Regions from separate parts of the Zea mays genome. Here region 2 is linked to region 1. A link is a contact called in public Hi-C data. All regions are on one chromosome and are shown on one strand. Each heading gives the region's core, a stretch centred on a gene start, on an enhancer-like site or on the middle of the called end of the contact. The rest is flanking DNA. Distances are from core to core; before and after follow the strand shown.

Evidence for each region. A called contact is a pair of places that touch in the nucleus more often than the background predicts.
Region 2: a Hi-C map of tassel shows a contact between it and region 1, with 3 times the contacts expected there. The contact joins two enhancer-like sites. A contact is called at or near these places in 2 of 25 Hi-C or Micro-C datasets (leaf and tassel).

The regions. Positions count from the first base shown.
Region 1 is chr5:44,455,361-44,461,475 of Zm-B73-REFERENCE-NAM-5.0, forward strand. No RefSeq gene overlaps it. Among protein-coding and RNA genes, the nearest start is that of MIR160b, 62 kb to the right of the region's middle. Within about 2 kb of position 3,356, at least 14 of the 20 cell types and tissues checked have an H3K27ac peak or open chromatin away from gene starts, as enhancers often do. A contact at or near this core is called in leaf and tassel, where this site is marked.
Region 2 is chr5:44,590,714-44,596,828 of Zm-B73-REFERENCE-NAM-5.0, forward strand. No RefSeq gene overlaps it. Among protein-coding and RNA genes, the nearest start is that of LOC109939473, 30 kb to the right of the region's middle. Within about 2 kb of position 2,603, at least 18 of the 20 cell types and tissues checked have an H3K27ac peak or open chromatin away from gene starts, as enhancers often do. A contact at or near this core is called in leaf and tassel, where this site is marked.

The sequences.
Region 1 (6,115 bases), core at 2,106-4,605:
CCAAACTCATCTTCATGATCCTCCAGCGGTACCAGTTCTTAACCTGGTGTGATTATAGCAAGGGCGAGCTCTCATGCGGTCATCGCTTAGCAAGTGTGGGAAAAAGTGTAGTGTAAGACTTACGATGGTTAAGGCTAAGCATATCTTATAATTTTGTAGGTCAAAATTTTATTAGCAATTACTAAGTATAAGTAAATACCATCCCAATTAAATAAGATATCATAGATAAAATATCCAACAATGTAATGCAAATGCATGACATGTTAAATTTTATTACATAATTTACTCATGTGGGGTCCGAGTCGCTCATGACCCTGAGCATGGCTAATATACCAGTTTTACACTCTGCAGAGGTTGCGCATCATTACCCACAAGATGTATTTTCCTTTTAGCCCGGGTTAGGTAGACCCTTAGACACTTCCAAGGTGAATGGCTAGGGATCCACTGTGAGGCCTTTACAAAGTTTCATTAGCATGAGAAAACCCACTACTTTGAGGCAAAAGGGAGCATAAGACTTTTCCACGGTCTGTAACCCCATCACAGTAATTACAGCCAGCACTACACTCTACAGCGATTCACTCCTCGCTTATCTATTTTAGGTAAGATAATCTCTCGCTAGCTTTCCTGATTAATTGGCTAAGGGCGTCCCATTCCAACATTGTGGTAGCACTATTGTCTTGGGTGGTCGCTCCATGTTCCAATTAACAAAATGATCTTATATTGCACAACAAATAATCCATTAACAATTGAACATGATCATAATTCATATGTGGCATTAATCCTAAAACCAAGTAGAGCAATACCAAAACTACCCAATAATTCATTTGTATGCAAGGTGCAGGGTAAACAAACTAGGTAACTTATTAGGTCCCATAAAGTTAACCTAATAGTGCCACGATGATTATCAGAATCATAAATATTATTAGGTCAAAGAATGTGATCAAGGACACAACTTGCCTTTTACTTGTAAATCCAACTGCTCAGATGATTTCCCAAAGTTGGGCTTTGTATTTCCTCATAACCTCGCTTCTATTCGTAGCAATATATACAAATAAGCATATAATGGATACAAATAACATTACACCAAACATGGAATCAAACTGTATGGTATAATTCTATGCTTCGCTATGAAATTGTAGGTTCGAGAACCACTAGAATCGGAGTTAAATCGAGAAAGTTATGAATTATTTAAGTTTTAGGAATTATTTTCATACTAAAAATCAATTTTAGAATTAATTTGTATAAATCAGAAACTTCTCTGGACCTTAGGTTCAGTTTTAAAAACACCAGGGTTTGTTCTATAAATATTTGGATCTTAAATTAATACTCTTTATAAGTGATCGGTCAGCGGGTTGAATCGTGTAATGTTCAGGGGTCTTAATGAAAAAGACCACGACGAAGGGGTACACATAATTTCTAGCCCCCGATCAAGTTCCGGTCGCCCGGATTAGATCCCTAGTTAAATGAAATGGTACACAATTGTGAAACTTGGATCCAACATCGAAGACCACAATTCGATGAAGCGTGATCTACACTCACCCGTTGGATAGCATATCTATGTCAGATTCATCCACTGAAGAGGTATGCCTCTATCTAATCTTAAATGTCCATCAGACAATCAACGACACCTAGGCCCTCCTCCCTCACCCGACCACCACACGACGACACTCGACGACCCCGTGGTGATGCACCTCACCGGAGCTACACGCCTACGCCCCATTTGTGTCCCGATACGAAGCTCGCTCGGTGCGACATGAAGAGGAGGTTAAGGAAGATGGTGGGAGGAGTTCTTACCTACGATTGTGTTGTAGAGAGGCCTGCCCACGGCGTAGCGTGGAGCCACGACGGAGTGAATGCTCCAGCGAGCAATTCCAGCAGTTTGAAGAAAAATTATGCCCAGGCTAAGCCATAGACGTACTCCATGTGACTTGGTGAAGCTCTCGGTCCCGCACCCGACGGCAGAGCGGCGACGCGGACACGATGCAACGGTGGTGGCTCTTTTTCAATCTAGCGCTAATGGCAGCTCTCACTCCTCCCACGTACTCCATGTGACTTGGTGAAGCTCTCGGTCCCGCACCCGACGGCAGAGCGGCGACGCGGACACGATGCAACAGTGGTGGCTCTTTTTCAATCTAGCGCTAATGGCAGCTCTCACTCCTCCCCCTCCTCTCAGTTGTGGCAATGGTGAGGGCTCGATGCTAAGCCACCGATGCTTTAGATCAGAGGAGCGGGCCCGGTAGTTTTATCCGTGGACGAATCTTTTCACATGGACAATCCCACATGCACAGGCCCTCCCAAATCGCAACTGACCCCAGCGGTTACAACCGGATCGAGCTCGGTTTTGGTTGCAAGGTTGGCGACGACTATTCGGCCCCACGTCTTTGCGTCAACGCGGTTGATGTCTCCTAAGAACGGTGGCTGACCCATTGGCCCCAAAGCACAGTAACGCGACGAGAGCGCACGAGATTTGGGGAGGTTGAGGAGTGGGTCCCACATGGCGGTGATAAGAGCAAGGTGGATGGGGAAAAGTGAATGACACCGTTGGTCCGTCTTGCGGTCAGCGTGGGTGTAGTGATGGCGAGTGTGGGACTAGGCTGGCCGTGGGATAGGTGGGCCGAAGTCAAGAGAAATCGGCCCAGCGCGGGTTTGTATCCCTCTCTTTTTTTCTTTTTTGTTATTTCTTTTCCCAATTTCTATTTTCCATTTTAATTTGCAAGATTTTAAATTTCAAATCAAAGTTGAGGTTTCAAATTCAAGTATGCACAATCAAAAAATCCGGCATGATGCAAAGTATAGATATATATTTATTATTATTATTATTATTATTATTATTATTATTATTATTATTATTATTATTATTATTATTTTATTTCTCTTAGTAAATGCCTGAAAACTTATAAACTTAATAAAGAATAAATCACACAATTAAATAATTAAGGAACCCTATTCATATTATTTATCAAATAAAATAAGTAATAACTTTATTCAAAGTTAAATCTTTATTACCTATTTATAATTAACCATGAAACTTTTATTAGGCAATACTTTCTAGTATTTTGAGAGTATTTTAAAATATAGGATTTTTAGGGTGTTACATGTTACGCGGAAGGCAGATGTCTACAGCCTCGGTCGGAGAGTAAATACGGGAAATTTAGGGCGTTTTTGGAGAACTGGATTCACCTTGAGCAAGGTAAATACGGGAATCTACTAGTACGACAAAACACTTACACTTTTGCAGTTACGGCCGGGGGGCGGGATCTGCAGATCGTTGACAGTCCCCTGAGCGAATGACCTGGACGTTGATGAAGCCTGCAGGTTTCTAAAGCATGGGCTGGGCTTCTTTGGACCCAAGAAGTCACCAAACTCCAGCCTGGCATGTCTACGGCCCGGTCACTGGTCGCCATGCTGCAAAGTGAGACAGACGTGGGCACGGAGATGATCACCAAGACCGATGTGATCAAGGATTTTGGAGAACTGAAGCTGAGGAGCAGAGCCACGTCGTCGAAGCTACTGGCCTCCATCACCTTCACCGATATATCGGAGCTTCGATTGATGAGAGCCGACGAGCCAATACCTCAAAGTGTAGGTTGAAGTTAATTTTTACAGCCTTCTTTAGTTGTCAAACGTCAGTATTATATCTAATGCCGGTTTTATAAAATAACCACACTAAAAATTATATTTATACATGTGGTTTGTTAAGAAACCGTCATTATAAATCAATAATTTCTAGTAGTGGTTTTTCTAAGAAACCGACACTAAAAATCGATTTTTATTTGTAGTTTTCTTAAGAAACTACCACTAGAAATGATTTTTATTTTTATCCTGGTTTTTTTATGTTTTTGACATCGTTTGAAAAAAACACCAATATAAAAGTTATAGATCTCTAAAAGTTATAAAACCTTTTAGTTTACAACTTTTTATTTGAAATCTTTTTGACTCTCAAAAATTGCATCTAAATTTATCAGATTTAAAATGCAAATTTTGCAAACGAACTTGGATGGGAAAAGTACCAAAATAAAAGTTGTATAACTTCAAGAGTTATGAAACTTTGTGTTGAGTGCAGGAAATGACAGCGCGGACGGTCCGGCTCCGAGGGGACGGTCCGCGTTGGTAGCGCGGACGGTCCGCGCATGCGCCGAATCAGTTAGGGTTCCGAGTTTCTCGCGGGATTTGTTAGCTAAAACTGTGGGATTGGCTCAGGAAACGACTTGTAACGGGTCTAGACCTCCCCCTTTATATAGATGAAGGGCTACAGCCGATTGAACCCCCCACAATCGATCAAATCAAGTCTATTTCTCGTTTTTACTTATGCATTAGGAGTAATTCTAGTTTAGCCCTAGTTTAGCCTCCTTCTACCTGAAATCTTCACCTCCCTTCGGCTCTACATCGACTAGAGGCGTCTTGGGTGGCCTGCCGATGCCAAAACACACCTTACGATTTCGCCTCCCCGACGGGGTCCCTCGCGGGAGGTGAGATCTAGGTCTGCTGTGAAGAAGAAGACCCTCGGCGCCATCGCGGACCATCCGAGCCCCAGGCGCGGACCGTCCGGACGTATTCAGAGGAGGAGTCGCTCCTGCGCCGGGTCGCGGAAAGTCTGGCCCTTGCCGCGGTCCCTCCGCGCCTCCACACAGAGCACCGCCAGGTGATCCTTTCTAGTGTTTGGCGCCCGGATAGGCACCAACAATTTGTAGTTGACAACCTTTTCTTTTGAATTCGTTTACAACCTCAAGTAGCCAATTTATACTCAGATTGTTCTAATATGTGGGCAACAAAATTATAATCAATCATGAAGTAAGTGATAGGCAAGGTAATGGTTCGATTTTCACCGCCCGCATAGCCTCGAATTTTGCGCGGCGACTTGCGACTTTGACGGAGACCGGAAGACGGGGCCTAGTGAGGCCTCTCCCCTAATAAAAATATTTTTGCTATTTTTAAAACACATTTTATGTTTCCTGGAAAAGATTTTCACTGATGGTTTTATTACCTCGATCGTTCCACTGGCGGTTTTCTTAGCCCGACTGCCACAGAAAATCGATTTCCATTGGTGGTTCTCAGTTATCCGGCTGTACAAATAATTTTTTCTACTGGCCTCTAGCACCGACGGTTCTAGAAAATAACAGTTCAAATATGCTCACAATTGTATGTATAGAGCTTCTCTATACTTGTGAGCAGAGGTACCTTTGTGTAGCTAGAGGACTGGCGGAAAGGCCGAGGATAATTCTTTTTGGTAGTTTTATATGATCTGTGTGCACGTTGCCTCGATGGGTTAGAATTATAGAGCATGAACCAACTGGTGAGCTAGTCTTAGATTCAGAATTGGAAAGCAGCCAATGAAGTTATTAAAAAAGGAGGAAAGAAAAATCTTCTTAGTGTTGTTTGATTCACGAAATGTAATATAAATGGCAACGATAATGATTTGTACTCGAGTACCAGCGGTAACAAGTTTGAATAGGTTGGTATCAATTTCTAGTGTGGTATCTGATTACGGTGGATTTAAATAAACATAGTTTAACGTTATCAATTACCTAGGCGGTGCTCCTTTGAAAGACCAATATCCTCTTTGTATAATATTGCTAGATCCAAGATCTCCACGGTGGTCGATGTTCTGAGCTCCTCCCCTCCGAATATCTCCTAGAGGAGGCAGCTCTTTGGACCCAATTTAAATGCATGGAATGATTTGTTGACACATTTGGAGGGGATTGTGTTGACTTAGAATCAAGATGCATTTTTACTAGAACTTATCTTCAAATGGACAGTTCACGGTAAAATCACGTTATGTTGCCTTAATGCTCAGAAATACCTCTAAAGTGAATAAAGAATTATGGAATCAAAAGGTACCTTTAAAAATTTAAATCTTCTTATATTTTTTATGGTGTGGAGTAATCCTCACAAAGGATAATCTAGCTAAGAGAAGGTGGGAAGGGGACTTAGACTATGTTTTTTGTCATAAGAAGGAAACTATTAATCATCTGTTTTTTGAATGTTGCTTGGCTCGGTCGGTCTAAGGCATTCTGCAGCTGATTACTGGTGTTGGGGGCCTTCGTCTTCCGAAGGTCCTCAAAAATATGATTTAACAATGTTTCTGAAATATAATACATGAACAGGTACTTTCGGA
Region 2 (6,115 bases), core at 1,353-3,852, 130 kb after region 1:
TCAAGTTCCTCGTGACCTTGCTTCTATTCGTAGCAATACATATAGATAGACAAATAATAGGTAAAAATAACATTACACCAAAGATGGAAATAAAACACATAATAATATTCTACGTGTTACTATGAGATTGTATGTTCGAGAACCACTAAAATCAAATTTATGGTTGAAAAGATATGATTTTCTGCAGTTTCAAGTGCTTAAATAGTAAAAATATATTCTATGTTAATTAATGTAATTCAGGTGAGAAAAATATTACAAAGAAATAACTAATTCAACTTTAATATAAGTTATAACTTGATTATAGATTATATTTTAGTCCGTTTATAATTATAGATAGATTAACTTTGATTAGCAAGATAAATCTACTAAACATAGGTTAAACAAATATCTAATTATAAAAGTATGTGATATGATACAAATAATGCTATTATTGCGTAGGCAATTTTATTACGAAACTATCGCAATTTGAACGGCTAAATGAGAGTTATAACGAAGAAGTTATGAATTTTGTAAGTTTATTGACTTAATTTTATACCAAAATCATATTCGGAATAAATTTGTGAAAATAAAAAACTAGTATGGATCTCAAGTTATATTATTTAAGAGAACAGGGGCTAAACTGTAATAAATAGGACCTATCCATGATGCTTCTTTGTGACACCGTGGACCGCGAGCTCATTTCCAATAGCATCAGAATTTCTTTGTAAAATAGATCGGCTGCTTCATATGCGCGTCACTCAGGGCCCTTGGATCTAGATCCAACGACTCATAGCAGATCAGCGAAACGGTACACAATTGTTTGATCAGTACCGCTCATAGTAGATCGGATGCTCCTGATTTAATACAATCATGATCTAATCTAGGTCGTTGTTGTGTTGTTGATCGATGGTCAGGGCACCCCTCTTGAAAGTCGCCTAAAAGGGGTGAATAGGCAAATCTGAAATTTATAAACTCTAAGCACAACTACAAGCCGGGTTAGTGTTACAAATAAAGTCGAGTCCGAAAGAGAGGGCGAAAACAAATCACAAGAAAATGAAGAGTGTGACACGGTGATTTGTTCTACCGAGGTTCGGTTCTTACAAACCTACTCCCCGTTGAGGTGGTCACAAAGACCAGGTCTCTTTCAACCCTTTCCCTCTCTCAAACGGTCATCTAGACCGAGTGAGCTTTTCTCTTCAATCAATTGGGTCACTTAGACCCCACAAGGACCATACAACTTGGTGTCTCTTGCTTTGATTATAAAGGTGTTGAGAACAAGAATGGGAAGAAGAAAAGCGATCCAGGCGACAAGAACTCAAATGAACACAAGTGTCTCTCTCTCACAAGCCACTAAGTCTTTGGAATGAGGTTGGGACTTGGAGAGGATTTGATCTTTTGTTTTGTGTCTTGGAGTGAAGTCTAGAGCTCTTGTATTGAATGCAACGGCTGAAAACTTGGATACCTTGAACTGGTGGTGGTTGGGGGTATTTATAGCCCCAACCACCAAACCAACCGTTGGGGTTGGGCTGCTGTCGATGGGTGCACCGAACAGTCCGGTGCGCTAGCCATGTCACCCAACCGTTAGGGTTCGACCGTTGGAGCTCTAACAGCCTGGGCCATCAGACAGTCCGGTGGTGCACCGGACAGTCACTGTTTACTGTCTGGTGCGCCTTCTGCCGCCTGCTCTGACTCTGCGCGAACTGTCCGCGCACTGTAGCGCTTTTCAGGTTTCCGTTGGAGTCGACCATTACGCTGTAGCCGTTGCTCCGCTGGCACACTAGACAGTCTGGTGAATTATAGCGGAGTGACTTTTCCAGAAACCCGAAGGTGGGAAGTTCGAGTTGATCCACCCTGGTACACCGAACACTGTCCGGTGCGCCAGACCAGGGCAGCCTTCGGTTTCTTTTGCTCTTTTCTTTTTGAACCCTAACTTGGACCCTTTTATTGGTTTGTGTTGAACCTTTGGCACCTGTAGAACTTATAATCTAGAGCAAACTAGTTAGTCCAAATATTTATGTTGGGCAATTAATTCAACAACCAAAATCATTTAGGAAAAGATTTGACCCTATTTCCCTTTCGCCTCTCACCTCCCACTCTGCCATTTCTGTCGTCGGCCAGTGGCACGCCTTGACCGACGCCATCGCCGCCCACAGCTATATGTTGGTCCGGTGCCAAAATTCAACCAAAAACCATGGCTACACAAAACGGAGGTCCAGTAGAACAAAGTCCAAATGACTTATCGGAGATCGGGAGACCATTTATGGATGTCCTCGATACAGGCAGTGTTTGCGGTGGAGATGAACTCCGTCGATAAATATCATCGTGCGCTAGTCGCATCCATGCATGAATAGTCCAAGTTCAGGTTCTGGTGCCCCGCTGGATGGATGGCTCTATGGCTACGCAATTTTTATGGGATACAGGGATGTGACACTACTTTATAGCCCAAACATGCCTTGCCAGGTGATGCTTGGTGGGCAACAACCAGAGTAAATCAGCAGGGGTTTGTTGCCACAGACTTGGCGTTTTCTGTCACAGGGAGAAGAGGGATCCATTCATAGTGATAGGGATGACTTCGACAATGTGGCCCTACCCGGCAGGGACTCATGCTCGGGAGAACGCAGGCGCTTGGGATAGACTGGCCGAGTGGGGGATGGCTGACCGGCTGCGGAGCGGGCCCACCATGTTAGTGACAGGCGCGGGGTGGCCGGTGTGGAAAATGGGCTGGCAGATGCAGATGGGTAAGCAGCTCGTATAGGGGATGGACCGGGAGGACAGTTGGGCTCAGGTCGGGTTGTGGGCTAAAATTAGGTTTGTCATTTTCTCTATTTTTTGTATTCTTTTTCTATTTTCTAGCTTATTTCCATTCAAATTACAAATCTAAATCAGAGTTAAGGTTTCAAAATCAAATGCACAAACAAAAAACTTCCAGCATAAATGCAAAGTTTCATTGACTTATTAATTATTCTATTCCCTTCAATGAATACTAATACATAATCCATGAACAAAACAATTTACTCATGTAAACAATTGAAAATCTTAATAGTTATTTATTATATGAATTTCAAATTCAGATTCTAGTTTTCAAGATTTAATCTACAATATATTGTTGTCATTTTTTATTTTTAAGGAAACGATTCCAAATGTAATAAAATTCTTATTAAAACATACTTTAAAATCCAAATTCTTTGAAGAACTTTTCTCATCACCAAGACATGATTTTGGGGTGTTACAAGGTTGGCTTTGCTACTTTTGATAGCACATGAAACATGTTTTAGTACATAATGCAACACTTCGAGGACATTCAGCGATAGAGGCCCCCAACAACTCCATTTGTTGCTAGTTTATTGACACTGACGTCATGCGTCGATTCCTGAGGTGTAGATATTATTTTGGCCCTAGACAACTACTGGAATAATGGATTGTAAATTAGATTTTAGATTTTAAACATTTATCATTTTACTTCTTTTTTGAGTCATGTTGTTTAGAAGTCATGCATCCATAGTATGTATCTTTTTATTTACATGTTGCTTAATATGGATTTTTAGATCTATCGTAGTGTTTTTATTATTAACATTTATATATATCAAAAAACAATTAGAAAGACCTTTATTTAAAATTTTGCACCGGGCCACTAAAATCTCAAGTCCGTCGCTGTATATATGTAGCTTAGGCTGCAAAGTCTATATATGGGAGTTACCGTCTTTACTAAAAAAAAACACATCTAAAAAGTAAGTGTTGTTGTAAAGTATACAAACACTATCCTAAAAGGAAAATAGAAAGAGAAACCCTAATCGTAGTCTGTTTGTACATGGATTTTTTTTATGAAACTTTTAAATTTTGATAGAGAAGGAGATCTATGTTGTAATCATCAATATTCTTAGAAATAAAAAATCGTCTTCCTTTCTTATGTTTAGTCTACTTTCATCTCAATTCTTGAGAGACAGAGATGAGATCCCATAACCGTTGGTGACATATCTTACAATAATGGGTGTAAGTTAATGTCCAACATTACTGTATATCTGATATAAACTTACTAATGTATCTAATGCAAGTTAAAAACTTATCCCGTTGCGGGACTAACACGCTTGAACTTTCCATGCATACCAAGTACACTCACAATCATAAATGTAAGCACAAACGTGGACACAAACAAATCCAAACATAAGTAAATCAGAAATACTCTAAGCGTTAGGTACATGATTCCCATTTTTTTCATATTATCACAATCATAATACACACGGAATGCCGCTTGATAGCGCTTAGCCCAAGCGAGCAGACCAGGCACGGCGGATCGGACAACGTCGCCGTCTCAACGATACGATCTCGCTCGGCTACATCATGCATGCACGCACACGCGCGCGTCGGCTGTCTTTTGACCCGAGCTGTGCTGGCCTGGCCACCTAACGCAGAGCCCGGCGGCCGCCGTCGGTGTGCACGACTAACGCAGAGCACGACGGAACGGGAGCATGGACGAGAGTGCCTGCCGACCGATTTTGCGGCCGCCGCTTCCAGCAAGGCCCACCGGCCACTGCTGCAATAGTAGAAGATACTTAGACTCTGTTTGTTTTAGATTTTTTTTTAACTTCTAGCTAGCAAAAGCTGCTACAGACTATCAAATACTTAGCTTTTCAGTCATCTTCTATAAAAATCGATATGATAAAGTCACCCAAAATTAATATAAACACTTATTCAGTCGAATCATTGCACCGTTAGGAATTCATTGCTTTCTAGATTCTGAATCATAAGTACACCTTCATCTTTCTCCGTACATGATTCCAACAATACTGAAATTTTCTTCACATCCAGATTCTCCCCACAGCAACAGGGGCGGGCCCACGTAGAAGCAAGGGTATTCAATTGAATACCCATTATTTTCTGGCAACAAAATTTATGTATATATACACATATTATCTTTATACATTAAAATATTGTAAAAACATAAAATAACATTGTTTTATGGGCTTACAACTATTTGTCCCAAACTTCGCTTTTCGCTTGCCTTTTTCATTTCCCTACCGTGTAACTAGGGTTAACAATCGCGCGGTTAGGACACGAGTATTTGGTTTACAAATCCATAACTACGGGACAAAATTAAATCCATACTCGTACCCATATACGTTCGTAGGTATAAATCTGTACCAATGTCAGGTACACATCGGGTAACGGGTATGTATACTGTTGTATATCCATACCTACGAAAAATTTACGAATAGATATCTTATTATATTCATACTCATACCCGTAGATAACAAATTATACCATATCTATGTCCGATAGATAATTATTCGTTTCCTATGGATAACAAATTTAGGATGTCAAAAAAAATTATGCCCGCTAAAATTCTGAATACCCATCATCGAAATCCTGGACCCGCCCATGCACTTGTGCAAGATTCTCAGAAAAACTGATAAAATAAGATTCTCAGAAAAGCTGGTAAAAAGATAAACCAAACATGCCCTTACTACCTCTAACTTAATTTCTCTAATAATTTTATCTTTAATATGAATAGATGATATCTTTATATATACAATTTTGAAATCTGTGTATATAAGATTAATCATAGTTAAAAGCTTACCTTTTTATCTCTTCTATTAAAACACGAAACAACATGCTTTAAACTAGCTTATGAAGCTGGCCTGACTGACACCGACACCACACCACATCCACACCACACCATCCGTTCCGTTCCCCACCACCGCGCGGCGAGCGTTTTTCTTGCTTCCCACCAGCCTCAGGCGGCTTGGCGTGCTGTTCGGCCTTCTCGCGGCGCACGAATGGATGATGGGCTGGGCCTAGTAGCAAGCAAGCAGCGAAAACGAATGGCGTGGCTGCCAGGTCCGCAAGCAGACATCGGACTGGCCCAGCTGGCTCGCAGGCCACATCCTGACATCTCTTCCCCGCCTAGCTTATTTTTATTTGAGCTTTTCAACCAGAGAATGCTTGTTTCACAAATGACGTTTTGGGAGGCCCATTTTACCTTTCTGTAAAAAAACCCGAGAGTTATTTTAATGAGTTTTTGGAAATACTCTTAGGTCTACTTTAAGAACCTCAAATCCCCTTCGTGATTGAAAGGGATTGAGCTGGAAATGAACTAATTTTCTCTCTAATCCTCTTCAATTTCGAAGGGGATTCGAGT